Regions from separate parts of the Macaca mulatta genome. Here region 1 is linked to region 2. A link is a contact called in public Hi-C data. All regions are on one chromosome and are shown on one strand. The core of a region is the stretch at or near the end of the contact, and the rest is flanking DNA. Distances in the headings are between cores, read along the strand shown. Region 1 holds the start of RAB11A (RAB11A, member RAS oncogene family). Region 2 holds the start of DENND4A (DENN domain containing 4A).

Region 1 (6,990 bases), core at 2,571-5,070, 88 kb after region 2:
ATCTGCCTGCCTTGGCCTCCCAAACTGTTAGGATTACAGATAGGAGCCACCATGCTGGGCCAAATTTCACTTCATAAAGTCCATCAACTTTTCTCTCTCAAAAACATTTTTGTTTTTTTTAGAGACAGGGTCTTGCTCTGTTGCCCAGGTTGGAGTGTAGTGGTATAATCATGGCTCACTGTAACCTTGAACTCCTCGGCTCAAGTGATTCTCCCACCTCAGCCTCCTGAGTAGCTGGGACTACAGGGACATAGGTGCCATCATTCTGGCTAATTTCTCCATTTTTTGGAGAGATGGGGGGGGGTCTCGCTAGGTTGCCCAGGCTGGTCTTGAACTCCTGGCCTCAAGCGATACTCCTACCTTGGCCTCCCAGGCACAAGCTACGATGCCCCATCTGAAAATTGTATTGTGAGGTAAACCTAATATTATTACAAAAGCGCATAAAACTGGTATATAGAGTTTAACACAGTTATAAAGGGAACAACCCTGTAAAAATCCTTTAAGAAATAGAACACTGAGGCTGGGCGTGGTGGCTCATGCCTGTAATCCCAGCACTTTGGGAGGCTGAGGCAGGTGGATCACTTGAGGTTAGGAGTTTGAGATCAGCCTGGCCAACATGGTGAAACCCTGTCTCTACAAAAATACAAAAATTATCCGGGTGTGGTGGTGCATGCCTGTAATGCCAGCAACTCAGGAGGCTGAGGCAGGAGAATCAGTTGAACTTGGGAGGCAGAGGTTGCAGTGAGCCGAGATCGCACCACTGCACTCCAGCCTGGTGACAAAGAGAGACTCCATCTCCAAAAAAAGAAAAAAAAAAAAAAAAAGAAAGAAAGAAATATAACAATGACATGTTTATTTAACAAATGGAAACCACTACGGAAGCTTTTTGGGTCAGGCCAGTGGCCCCCAGGCTCTGCTTTATGGGATATGGAAGGGAGGAAAGTCTGTCCCTGGGGATTCTTCCTGAGACCTAGGGAATGAGGTTCACTTTCTTCAAATGAGCTAGGACAGGGAGGTGAGGATCATGGCATCCTGCCCCTTTCCCATCATAGGCTCTGGCCTGGCATCTGGCTATTTCTTACAATAATAACTCATGGTTCTCAACTTTGGTAACTACTGACATTTTGGGCCAGATAATTCTTTTTGTTGGGAGTGCTATCCTGTGTGTTGTAGAACATTTAGCAGCATCCCTGGTCCCTACTAGATACCAGTAGCACCCCCAAGTAGTGACACTAAAAATGTCTCCAGATGTTATCAAATGTCTCTGGACACAAGATTGACCCCTGTTGAAAATCACTGCATTTGGCCAGGCACAGTGGCTCTTTCCTGTAATCTTAGCACTTTTGGAGGCTGAGATGGGAGCATCGCTTGGGCTCAAGAGTTCAAGACCAGCCTGGGCAAAGATGGCGAAACCCCCTCTCTACAAATAATACAAAAATTAGCCAGGTGCGATGGTGCACACCTGTAGTCCCAGCTGCTTGGGAGGTGGAGGTGGGAGAATTGCTTGAGCCCAGGATACGGAGGTTGCCGTGAGCCGACATCGCACTACTGCACTCCAACCTGGGTGACGCGGCAAGACCCTGACTCAAAAAAAAAAAAAAAAAAAGGAAAAAGAAAAAAGTCAATGCATTCATAAATATTTATTATGTTCCATGCACACTGTTAACAGCTATACATATGTTACTTAATTCCTTCTTCCTGTTTGTCCCCATTTTGCAGATAAGAAACTGGGATTCAGCAGGATTAGATAAATTATTGAAATTGACACAGCTTTAGTGAATGACTGAGCTGAAGTTTAAACACAGCCTTATCAGTCCTCACTTTGTTTTTAACAAACATGTAAGGTTACCTCCCCAGATGTGGAGGGTGAGATATATTTCAGGTCTTGCTTCTCCCACAGTCTAAGGCTAGGCATTTCTAAATTTATAATTCCAGGCTTTTTACTAGACAGTTCCTTTTTATTTTCTTACCAACTGTATTAGTCCAGGTTCTCTAGAGGAACAGAATGAATAGGATAGACATATATATATATAAATGGGAGTTTATTAAGTAGTATTAACTCGCACAATCACAAGGTCCCACAATAGGCCTTCTGCAAGCTGAGAGGCAAGGAAGCCAGTTTGAGTCTCAAAGATGAAGAACTTATAGTCCAACATTCGAGGGCAGGAAACATCCAGCACGGGAGAAAGATGTAGGCTGGGAAGCTAAGCCAGTCTAGCCTTTTCATATTTTTCTGTCTGCTTTATATTCGCTGGCAGCTGATTAGATGGTGCCCACCCAGGTTAAGGGTGGGCCTGCCTTTCCCAGCCCATTGACTCAGCTGTTAATCAGCTCACTGCGACCTCTGCTTCCCGGGTTCAAACGATTCTCGTGCCTAAGCCTCCAGAGTAGCTGGGACTACAGGCGCCCACCACCACGCCCGGCTAACTTTTTGTATTTTTAGTAGCGACGGGGTTTCACCTTGTTGGCCAGGCTGGTCTTGAACTGTTGACCTCAGGTGATCCACCCACCTCGGCCTCCCAAAGTGCTGGGATTAAGGCGTGAGCCACCGTGCCCAGCCCTTTTTCCACTTTTAAGTACTCTTACGACAACACTGGGGTCACCCAAATAATCCAGGATAATATCCCTAATTTAATGTCAGCTGATTAGCAACCTTAATTTCATCTGTAACCTCAATTCCCCTTTGCCATGTAACCTAACCTATTCAGTCTCTGGGAATTGGGAAGTGGACATCATTGGCAGGTGGTATTCTTCTGCTTGTTCTAGGCACACTTGCCCACAAGTCTAAATCGAGAGTTTGCATATAGGAGGTAGGAGGTGTGACAATAATTGGATAAAGGCTTTTCTGGAATTACAAAATTCTCTTCAAATACAGGGAGGCCCTGCGGCATGATATCTGGCAAATCACTTGAGTCTTAGTATCCAAATTTCCGCTAAAATGGAAATTGCCATCCTTTGCTCGGCATATTAAATGAAATACTTATGTAAACGGACTTAGATTAGAGGCCTACAAATAGGACTCAAGTTCTTGATGAATCTTGATGAGGAGGGTGGGCGAAGTACTCTAAATGAAAACGAGATAGACTGAGAGATTTCCGGAGAGGAGTGAGTGACAAGCGCCTACCCGTGCATGAAGCTGGAGGTAGAAAATTCCAGCAAAAGGAATTTTCAAGTTTCATTGAAGCTTCTGAATTAAAGTTTGAGGGGCCAGGGTTAAAAAAAAAAAGGTAGTGAAGAGGCTCATTAAGACAACCCCCGCCAGGTAGCAGATAGTACCTCAAATGCAGTGGGAAATTTGTGAGTTCTTCATAGGCAAGGATTAAATTTTACATCTCCATGTTAATATATGTCATAGTTGTTCAATTACTTAGTGAACAAAAAAGTTGTTAAGGAAAAAAAAAAGCACCAATGCAGGTTCCACCGAGATTTGAACTCGGATCGCTGGATTCAGAGTCCAGAGTGCTAACCATTACACCATGGAACCGCCACGCATATGTAGTTGCCTTCGGCTCTCTGATCCTTAGACAACCCCGCCCCCATCCACAAACCCACCACTCACAGGCGGTCCCGCCCGGTTCCAGCGAGTCGCTTCCGGGCACGGTAGCTCGAGAAATAAGCAAGAGGCCACTAAGACCACGGTAGCTAGGAATTCCAGGACTCAGTTTCCCCTTTGAGCCTCCTTTAGCGACGAAAGTTTGAAGCCCCACGCATCGCGACTCTCGTGCATACCGCCCTTCTTGGGTTCAGGGACGGGGAGCCGCCCCCGGAAGTACTTCCCCTTAAAGGCTGGGGCCTGCCGGAAGTGGCGCAGCGGCAAGGAGGGGCTCTTCACCCAGTCCGGCAGTTGAAGCTCGGCGTTCGGGTTACCCCTGCAGCGACGCCCCCTGGTCCCACAGATACCACTGCTGCTCCCGCCCTTTCGCTCCTCGGCCGCGCAATGGGCACCCGCGACGACGAGTACGACTACCTCTTTAAAGGTGAGGCCATGGGCTCTCGCACTCTACACAGTCCCCGTTCGGGGACCCGGGACACACTCGGCGGACGTGCCGGCCACCCGTGCACTGATAGAGGCCTGCCTCAGCCCTTCCTTTTTGTGTGGTTCCGTCTCCTACCCAGCTCAGCTTCTCTCCTCCTCAGACAGGGGTCCCCATCACATGCCGCTCTCTGAGCGACCTCTCCGTGGGCCTTGGCTGGCCTCACAGCCCCTCCCTGCGTGTCCTTCCCCTGGCGGACTGCCTTCTCGCATATCGTCGAATTCCTTTCCCTGGGTTCTGCGGCCCCGCCGCCCCTCCCACCATCTCTCTTTTCGGGTGTAGCGCCCCCTCCCCCTCAGCGTACACCTTTCCCGGCTGGCGTCCTCTCCCGAAGCCCCTGTGACGGGTTCTTCGCTTCCCTCTTGGCCTTGCCTTCGGTGCAGACTCCCACTACAGGTCTTTTCTTATCTGCCCCCTTTCCCCCTCGAGCGAGCCTCTTTTCTGCATATCTCCTCCCCTTGTTCGGCCCCCCCTCTAAGCTTCTCGCATCCCGGGTCCAGGACCCGGTAAAATCTGAGCGGGCCAGGGGTCCCCACCCCCACCCTCCGCCCCGCGGTTCTCGCGGTCCTTAACCTTCTCTGACCGCTCCCTCCCCCACTCCCCATTTGGCAACTCTCTCTACCTTCCCTCCCCAGATCGTGTTTAGAGCTCCCTGGTCTCCGTTGCGACCCGGGTGGTGGGAGGGTAAGAGGGATCGACCATCACCCAGTCGCGCACTTGTCGCAGTGACCCGGCAGGCTGACATTACTTCCCACCTAGCCTTTTATTATCTTGCTCTCCCTACTCAGTGGCACACAACCCGGGATAACTCTTTACTCGGTTCGCGAGAAGAGGTTGCGGATGGGTGGTGGCTGTTATCCTTGCCAGACCTGAAGGCCCGGTTCCTGAGCAGGAAAGGTTGTGCGCTGCACAAATACTAGCTTGCTTTATCTCTATGGACTGGTTGCTTCCTGCTGCAACACTGGGAGGATCCAACAGGAAGGGAAGAGCCCTAGTTGGCCACATACCTTTCCCAAAAGGTTGGGGGTAGGAAGGAAGTTGTGTGCTCTTTTGGTCACATTAAATATTTATTATAAGGTACGGAAACATGTAGTGCCCTTGGATAGAACATATCGGAGGGTCAGGGTTGGTTAGAAAGAATTGCTTATTGGTTGAGTCCGGAAGGAATCCAATTTTTTTTTTTAGTCAACGAAGATAAAGGGTACATTTTTCAATAAGAAGAAAGTACAGTAGATGCTTTTATTGTTCAGTGAATGTACTCTCACTCTGATGCTCTTTCTCTGCTCCTGAATTGGGAAGGTAGCCATCAGTAGTGTGCTGAACAAAGATCATTACCACTGAGGAAGAAGCCATTGCTATTAAAGCTTTACTGTGGAGGGTGGAGTTTAAAGAGTGTTAAGCATGGTGACTGTTTCTGTCTTTGCCATTGGGTGCTAAGAATGATTGACTAAACCAAGCAGGAAAGATTTGTTTGCTTTCCCAATACTTTGCAAATCTTGTTATACTAGCCTGCTGTTGTACTCTTGTCGTCTCTTACGCCTCTGACCCAGAATATTCTATTGTATAGGGTGAATACTTTTGGTATCCCCCCTCCACCCCATGCTGGAAAGTACTTTCAGGGTACTTAGTTCATTTTACAAATACAAAACTCAGACCTGGATTACAGAAAGTATACTATAGCATACGTTTTGCCGAAGGTATCTGAGATGATGTGAAATTATTTGAATCTCTTGAGACTTTGGGGTTAAAGGGAGGTTTGTGTTTTAAAATATGGTATAATGGTAGTGTGCCTTTATAAAGGCTGTCTTTGAAGTAATTAATTCAGAACAAGATAGACCGTCAGGGTATTTCTCCTATTTGGTTTGAACTGGAATGTTGGTTATACAAGGTCCTTTTATTTTTTAACAAAGAATATTAAATATTCTGAATTGGCCTAAAGTATTTCAGCTTTTTGATTAGACCATCCTTCTAGCAACGATTGAGAGCACCGAGCTTTGGAATTAACGTAGATTTCGGTTTAGATCCTGACTCAGGTCTTATATTTACTATATGACCTTGGAAAAGTTAACTTTTCTGAGTCTCAGTTCTCTCATTTATGTAAAGGAAAATACCTGTCTCTTAAGATTGTTGTGAGAGTTAAATGAGACTATTTGTAAAATTTTAACCATGAGGACTCAATAAATGGTAATAATGTGAAAGAAGTTACTGTGGTTTTGTCAGTTTTTTTTTTTTTTTTTTTTTTTTGAGACAGGGTCTCGCTCTGTCCCCCAGGCTGGAGTGCAGTGGCACAATCAAGGCTCACTGCAGTCTCGGCCTCCTCAGGCTCAGGTGACCCTCCCACCTCAGCCTCCCTAGCTACTCTCTAGCTCCTAAGAGTAGCTGAGACTACAAGAGTGCAGCACCACGTCCAGCTAATTTTTTTTTTTTTTTTTGTAAAGACAGGGTTTTGCCATGTTGCCCAGGCTGGTCTCGCACTCCTGGACTTAAGCAATCCACCTGCCTCAGCCCCCGCCAAGTGCTGGGATTATAGGCGTGAGCCAGTGTGCCTGGCCTTTGTCGGTTTTTTGAACCTTAAATGTAGGTTCAACTACAACAGCGTTTAAATATTATTAAAAAAACATAAAACTGGAAACTTCTAATGCATTTTATTTTTCCATGGGTTATGGTTTCATTTTGTTGTGCATTTTGCTGTTTAAGATAGGGTATTAAAACTTCTGCTGAGGAGGATTTCTACTTTTTTGTTTTTGAGATGAAATTTCGCTTTTGTTGCCCAGGCTGGAGCTCAATGATGCGATCTTGGCTCACTGTAACCTCTGCCTCCTGGGTTCAAGCGATTCTCCTGCCTCAGTCTCCCGAGTAGCTGGGATTACAGGCATGCACCACCACGCCCGGCTAATTTTGTATTTTTAGTAGAGACGGGGTTTCTCCATGTTGGTCAGGCTGGTTTCAAACTCCT
Region 2 (6,911 bases), core at 2,493-4,992:
AAACTATTACAAGGTTAGTGCTGGTTATTAAGAGAACGTCTTCATCTAAATTACAAGCTGTGTCTATTATTGTATAATGAAAATAAGCACGATATTTTGGGTTACTTTTGCTAACAACCTTAAGATAATTTTCCTACTGTAGCAATAGTTATTTGGGATTTTCAGTATTTTCTCCTATGACCCTTGAAAATATTTCAATGTCTTTTTCATAATTAAAAGAGTAATAATTGGCTAGGTGCAGTAATCTCAGCACTTTGAGAGGCCAAGGCGGGCAGATTGTTTGGGTTTACGAGTTCAAGACCAGTCTGGGCAACATGGCAAAACCCCGTCTCAAAAAATAGAAAAATTAGCCAAGCATGGTGGCGCATGCCTGTAGTCCCAGTTACTTGAGAGGCCGAGGTGGGAGGATGGCTTGAGCCTGGAAGGTGGAGGTTGCAGTGAGCTGAGATCGTACCACTGCACTCCAGCCTGGGTGACAGAGCCAGGCCTTGTCTCAAAAAAAAAAAAAAAAGTAGTAATTATTCAGAACAGAGAAAAGCACAAAAACTAAAATAAAAATTACCTATAATTCTATCACCCAGGGATAGCATCTCTTACTATTTTATATATCTCCTGCAAATCTTTTTGCCATCTATACCTATATGTTTCTTTATATTCTAATTTTTCTCTTAACATTATATTGTACTTTCTTATGTCAGTACGTTTTAAAAATGATTTTTAGAAGCTGTATCCACCATATAGATTATCATTAATTTCACCATTCCCATATTATAATGCATTTTGACTATTAAAATTGTTCCACTCTTATAAAATGCTATATAAATTAACCACTTCTTGTTTCTTGTTTTCTGAGACAGGGTCTCACTCTGTTGCCCAGGTTGGAGTGCAGTGGCACAATCATAACTTGCTGCAGCCTCAAACTCCTGGGCTCAAGGGATCCTCCTGCCTTGGCCTCCCAAAGGGCTGGAATCACAGGCATGAGCCACCTAATAGGGCCTAAACACTTCTTAAATGTACATTTCTACATTGGTCTTGTAGAATTCAAAGTGATAACTATGATATACAATAATGAAGTGTGGTGTGCTTGACTCCCTCCATCCCCAGCATCCTCCCACAAATTCTACTGAATAAACAATCTATCTGGGGCATTAGATAGTAAAATAAAATAAAATAAGAAAGGAAGAAAAATGTATCAGCTATTCTCAGTCACTCTTCTTCTACCTGTGGTAGGAAAAAGGAAAAATCGCCCAAAGATAAGTCTCTGACATCGGAGAAGGCAAGAATAACAAGTCAATTTTCCTGCTAGAGCAACTTTTGTTTTCCACCTAGAACAACGCACCATCAATTTAAGTAGGAATAGCACAAGATTTGTTATATACCAAACACCTCTATCTGCATCAGTGCTTTAACTAGGTTTTTGTAGGACATAGAATGCTTCAAAAAATTCTGCAAACAACAAAATATAATGTAACTAATACCACTCAGTGGAAAACCAAGTTTTATAATAGCAATTACACTGGCCGGGTGCGGCAGTTCACGCCTGTAATCTCAGCACTTCGGGAGGCCAAGGCGGGCAGATTGCTTGGGCTCATGAGTTCAAGACCAGTCTGGGCAACCTGGTGAAATCCCGTCTCAAAAAATACAAAAATTAGCCAAGCACGGTGATGCACGCCTGTAGTCCCAGCTACTTTTATTTTACAATTCTATTAACCCCAGCTAATTCTATTTTACAATTCTGCCATAATTTTTTAAATGAATTAATAAATGTCATGTAGTCTCTTACTTCTTCTAGCCTCCCAATTATACTAAATACTATTCAAGTTACCAGAACTAGGACAACAGTTCCAGGAACTTGAGAATCAATAACTCTTTAAACCAGTGGTAATTCATGTGGAAAAGTTCAGAACAAATCAGCATCAACTTCCTGGCTCTCTTGCACAGACAAAAAACTCATATTGCTTCACCAATTTTCAAAAATGTAAATTTGTGTCTATAAGTTTAAAACTTGGGCCAAAATGTATTTATATTTATTCCCAATTTGCGACTGGTATCAAGATCAATTAAATTTCTTAGCAAGTACATTGTTATAAAACTCCACAGTGATCCCAGAATGGAAGGGGCTTAAAAAATAATACAAAACAAAAATTAAACTTCACAGTGAAGTAGGTCTATGTTTAATCATTCAGAAAAAGAAAATTATGTAACATATTATATATAATGATGATAACATATGCTATTCTGGACTGAGAGCTGTGGTTCAAAGGGAAATTGTGTAAATGAAGTAAAAATTGCCCATAATGTTTAATTCTGCCCAAAACAAAGTTTTCGAAAAAGAAGCCAAATATAATATTTTATTTTAAGTTCGAACAGGATTCAAACAGCTCAGAAATTTTGTATACTTAAGTTTTCAAAAGTCGAATCCCAGAACCACTATCAACATAAACTGAATAACTTGCTCAAGAGTCCTTGCTTATTACCCAATCTTAAGTCCCCCAGAATACTTTTAAAAATAATCCCAAATGTACTACAATAGATTAGTGTAACCGGGGCTACACTGTTTACAGGTGTCTCCACCTCCTCCCCCAAGGAGAGAAGAGGTAGACTAGGGTAAACAGAAAATAGAATGAGACTATATACACACCAAATAACAGCTTGTAATCTTGCAAGACCGCTTCTTTCACATTCGGGCTATTCTTTTCATTAATGTATAATACATTTTAAAGAATAACATATTCACAGAGTAATACAATTTCTGCCCTCACGGGTCTCTAGCTGGCTGACACGCGTTTTCTCCTTAAATAAATACATGCCTGTTGACTAATGCCTGTCCTGCTGTTGCAAACAAGAAATAACTGTCCTGTAAGACAAAAACCTCTATGGCTCTAGGCGTAACCATACATTTGAATTAAAAGCACATTGGAACAACAACAAAAATCTTCCAGCACATCTGTCATTTAAAAGCACGATAATGAAAAGCTGTCGCTGCGACCCAATTTTAGGTCACAAGCTTTTTACTGTTTTTCCTGCCCCCCCACCTCCAGAAAGCGATAAACTTCAAAGGGAATGGTGGTAACCAGGAATCGTTCCCTTCCCCCACCACACACCATCCCCAAAAAGACTAGAAAAAAACTGGCCAACTTGGACGCTGGCCGCGCTCACGCAGAACCCGTGCCCGCGGGCCGGGGAAGGCTGGACAGACCCTGGGAGGAAAAGTGGGCCTCCAGGCACCCCGGGCTCCCCCCGCCGCCTGTCTCAGATACCGAGCAGGTGGGATTCCGGGAAGCCACCTCCGACTTACGTAACGGGCTTGTCAAAATCCCAGATCCAGGACCTCCCCCTCCCCGCCCCCACTCGCAAATAACAACAGCCCCAGGCCAGCCTGGAATAGAAAATCTGGAATGAAAACACAGGAGCCCCCCACGCGTCCGACGCAGAGGCGCGGGTGCTACTCTCAGCACCGCCACGCCATCCCGGGGCGGACCGAGCCGCGGAGGACCTCCCGGCTCTCAAGAGCTCTCGGGCGGAGGTCGCGGCCATCCATGCCGCCTCCCCGAGCCCGGCCGCCCCGCTCCCGCGCCCCCGGCTGTCACCTCTCCGGGCCGTGACAGCTCCACCTGCCACCGCTGCCCGGGTCGCCGCCCCCGCACTCACCTCCCAGCTGGCTCCCGAGCGAGCAGCGGATCGAGCTTGAAGAGCCGCGCCGGATTCCCTCACGCGCGGCAGCGGGACACGAGAGGCGGAATGCCGCGGCGCTCTGAGCCCGCTTAGCTCATCCCCAGCCCGGCGCTCCGCCCTCCGCGGCACCCCCGCCCGCCCAGGCCTGCCGTCTCAGTCAGACGGGACTCCCCCTCCCCTCGCGGCCGCCACTGCCTCCGCCTCTTTCTCCGACTCCAGCCGCCGCGGCCACCGCTACCGGCGCCATTTTGGCAATGACGGAAGGGGCGGGGGCGGGAATCACGCGCGCGAGCACCAATCGAAGGCCGGATCTAGCCCTAGTGGGAGGAGAGGGCCGGGTTGAGGGTCGTGGGGTCCTAGCGCCAAACTGACGAGGGGGCGGAGAAGGTGGGCGGGACTAAGTCGCCCTACCCTGTGACGTGCAGTGTAGTTGGGGAAACGCACCGTGGTTCCCCGTCGGGTCAGGAGATCCCAAGCCCCAGGCTGGCGTGGGCGAAGCGTACAGTCCCTTCACCTTTCGCCACCCAGAAGCACAAGAGTCCAGTTCGCGCCAACTGACCTGTTTCTTCCTTCCTCTCCGGCACTCCGGGAGTCCTGAGATTGCCTTGCTCGGTTCGTAGGTCTGAGCTTCTCCACCAAGGGTGCTCAGATTCTCCAGGAAACTCCCTTCAGGGTTAGCAACCGCGGAGTAGGTTTCGGTCCCAAGATAGAAAGGTAAAGCGGGGAATTCAGGGGGTTTCTCCGAAAAGTACGTTGATAAAACCCCAGTTGTTGACTGACGGGGTGTCCATTACTTTGGATTAATTGGATACGGCCTACTTGAACCTGACTTTGGCTCTCCACCATTGATGGCTGTTGACAGATGAAGATAATAAAGCTTGATTACCCCCCACGGGGTTGCTCGGGAGTTAAATTGTATAGTACCTGTGAAGTACTTAGTATAGTGCTTGAAAGTACTAAATAAATGTTAGACGTTATTCTATGGACAAATGAAAGAAGAAACAGGACCCTAAAAATCCCTCTGCTTTAAAGTCAACTTTTCCTAAATTGCATAGCCTTTTACTAACCAAGTTTACAACTTTATTTCCTACCTCCAGTTCTTTCATTGTATTCATTCATTCAGTCAACAATCATCGATACAGAGGGTGCTCAGAGGGTGGTGAGGGAAACAAAACCTCCACCTTCAGGAAACTGCAGTTTAGTGGGAGAAGAGGGACAATAAAAAAGTACTTCAGCACTGTTTTTTTGTTGTTGTTGTTGTTGTTGTTGTTTTTTTTGAGACGGAGTCTTGCTCTGTCGCCCAGGCTGGAGTGCAGTGGCCAGATCTCAGCTCACGGCAAGCTCCGCTTCCCGGGTTCACGCCATTCTCCTGCCTCAGCCTCCCGAGTAGATGGGACTACAGGCGCCCGCCACCTCGCCCGGCTAGGTTTTTTGGGTTTTTTTGTTGTTTTTTTTTTTTGTATTTTTTAGTAGAGACGGGGTTTCACCACGTTAGCCAGGATGGTCTCGATCTCCTGACCTCGTGATCTGCCCGTCTCGGCCTCCCAAAGTGCTGGGATTACAGGCTTTAGCCACTGCCCCCGGCCTTCAGCACGTTTTAAGGGGAAACATGCTATAAAGTTTATAAAAATAACTCTGGGGCCAGGCGCCTTTGCTCATGCCCGTAATCCCAACACGCTTAGGGAGGCCGAGGCAAGAGGTTAGCCTGAGAAGTTCAAGACTAGCCTGGCAAAATGGCGAAAACCCTGTCTCCACCAAAAATACAAAAAATTAGCCGTGCGTGCCGGCGTGCGCCTGTGGTCGCAGCTACTTGAGAGGCTGAGGTGGGAGGATCGCTTGAGCCCCAGAGCCGGAGGCTGCAGTGAGCCGAGACTGTGCCACTGCATTCCAGCCTGGGTGACAGAGCAAGACTTTGCTTTAAAAAAAAACCAAAAACAAAACTGTCGAGTTGCATAGTTTAAATATATGTAGTCATCTGTATGTCAGTTAAAGCTGTAAAAAAAACTTTCAACACAGAGCCTTGCTATGTTGCCCAGGCTGGAGTGCAGTGGTGTGATCACGGCTTACTCCAGGCTCGATCTATCCTCCCACCTCAGCCTCTGGAGTAGCTGGGACTGCAGGTGCCCACCACCACACCCGGCAAATTTTTCTATTTTTTTAGAGACTATGTCTCACTATGTTGCCTAAGGCCTGTCTCAAACTCCTGGGGTCAAGTGATCCACCCACCTCAGCCTCCCAAAGTCCTGTGTTTACAGGCATGAGCCATTGTGCTCTACCTTAAAAAAGCTTCTTTTAAGGTCCAGTTGGGAACCCTTCCAGTTCTTTACCCATTGGACACAGATTTAGCCTTTCGTTAGTTGTAAGTGTTGCTATACGTATCAGGTCAATTCCTCTTTGAGGAGTAGCCTGGCGTATCAAAATATTCCACCAGCAGCAAAAGCACTCTTTTAGTTGGTTATACATATATATGTGCATATATATACACAAATATTTTCATCTACAGAGTACCAATTAAAATAGATATATAGTTGCGTGTAACGTACAAAATCAGATTCTAAAACCTTTCAGAAGTTTAAAAGGCATGAAGGTTTTTTTAATCAGAGAAAATAGCTTCTTAAAGAACAATATTAATAAACAGTAGAAAACCAATACGCAGCATTTGACTGTGTACCCAGGAAGAATCCTACCTCAGAGCCCCCCCTTAACTGTCATATCAGGAGTCCTCTCAACACCCCAGGCATATGCGACTGTAGTCACAGTTAAACCTAAACCCTAGATGTGATTTGGGCAAAGGATTCTAACAGTGTAGACATGAGCCAAATAGAATTTTTTGGATAATAAATTTTGGCACCATGCCATTTCTGAAATTGTCATATTTTATATGTGGAACTCTATCTGGCTATTTCTTAGAAGTTATTTTAAAATGCTGTGGTTTGAATGATGCATGAAGGAAAAGATGAAACCAATAACCATTTAAAGCAATGGAAGCGCAAGCTGTTGTACAGCCTAATCCTCTCCACCTGTTAAATCTATGTACCTTAATTGCTATACCAGAAGTTTCTCACACCTTTAAATGAAAACCTGGAGCCTCTATAGAGCAATCTTATTTATTTATTTATTTATTTAAAGACAGAGTCTTGCTCTGTTGCCCAGGCTGGAGTGCAGTGTCGTGATCTCAGCTCACTGCAACCTCTACCTTCTGGGTTCAAGCGATTCTCTTGCCTCCAGGGTAGCTG

The links. Hi-C and Micro-C count contacts between places; a contact is called where the count stands out from the background.
Region 1: a Hi-C map of fetal cortex germinal zone shows a contact between it and region 2, with 3 times the contacts expected there. The contact joins the promoter of RAB11A here to the promoter of DENND4A in region 2. A contact is called at or near these places in 4 of 14 Hi-C or Micro-C datasets (CD4 T cells, blood, fetal cortex germinal zone and 1 more).

Annotation. Positions count from the first base shown.
Region 1 is chr7:43,314,635-43,321,624 of T2T-MMU8v2.0, forward strand. RAB11A (RAB11A, member RAS oncogene family) reads left to right here and starts at 3,821. Exons shown (of 5, transcript NM_001261789.1): 1 at 3,821-3,977. The coding sequence starts at 3,938. TRNAQ-CUG (transfer RNA glutamine (anticodon CUG)) reads right to left here and starts at 3,484; the gene lies at 3,413-3,484.
Region 2 is chr7:43,226,314-43,233,224 of T2T-MMU8v2.0, forward strand. It overlaps DENND4A (DENN domain containing 4A), which reads right to left and starts at 3,743. Exons shown (of 33, transcript XM_077939608.1): 1 at 3,652-3,743.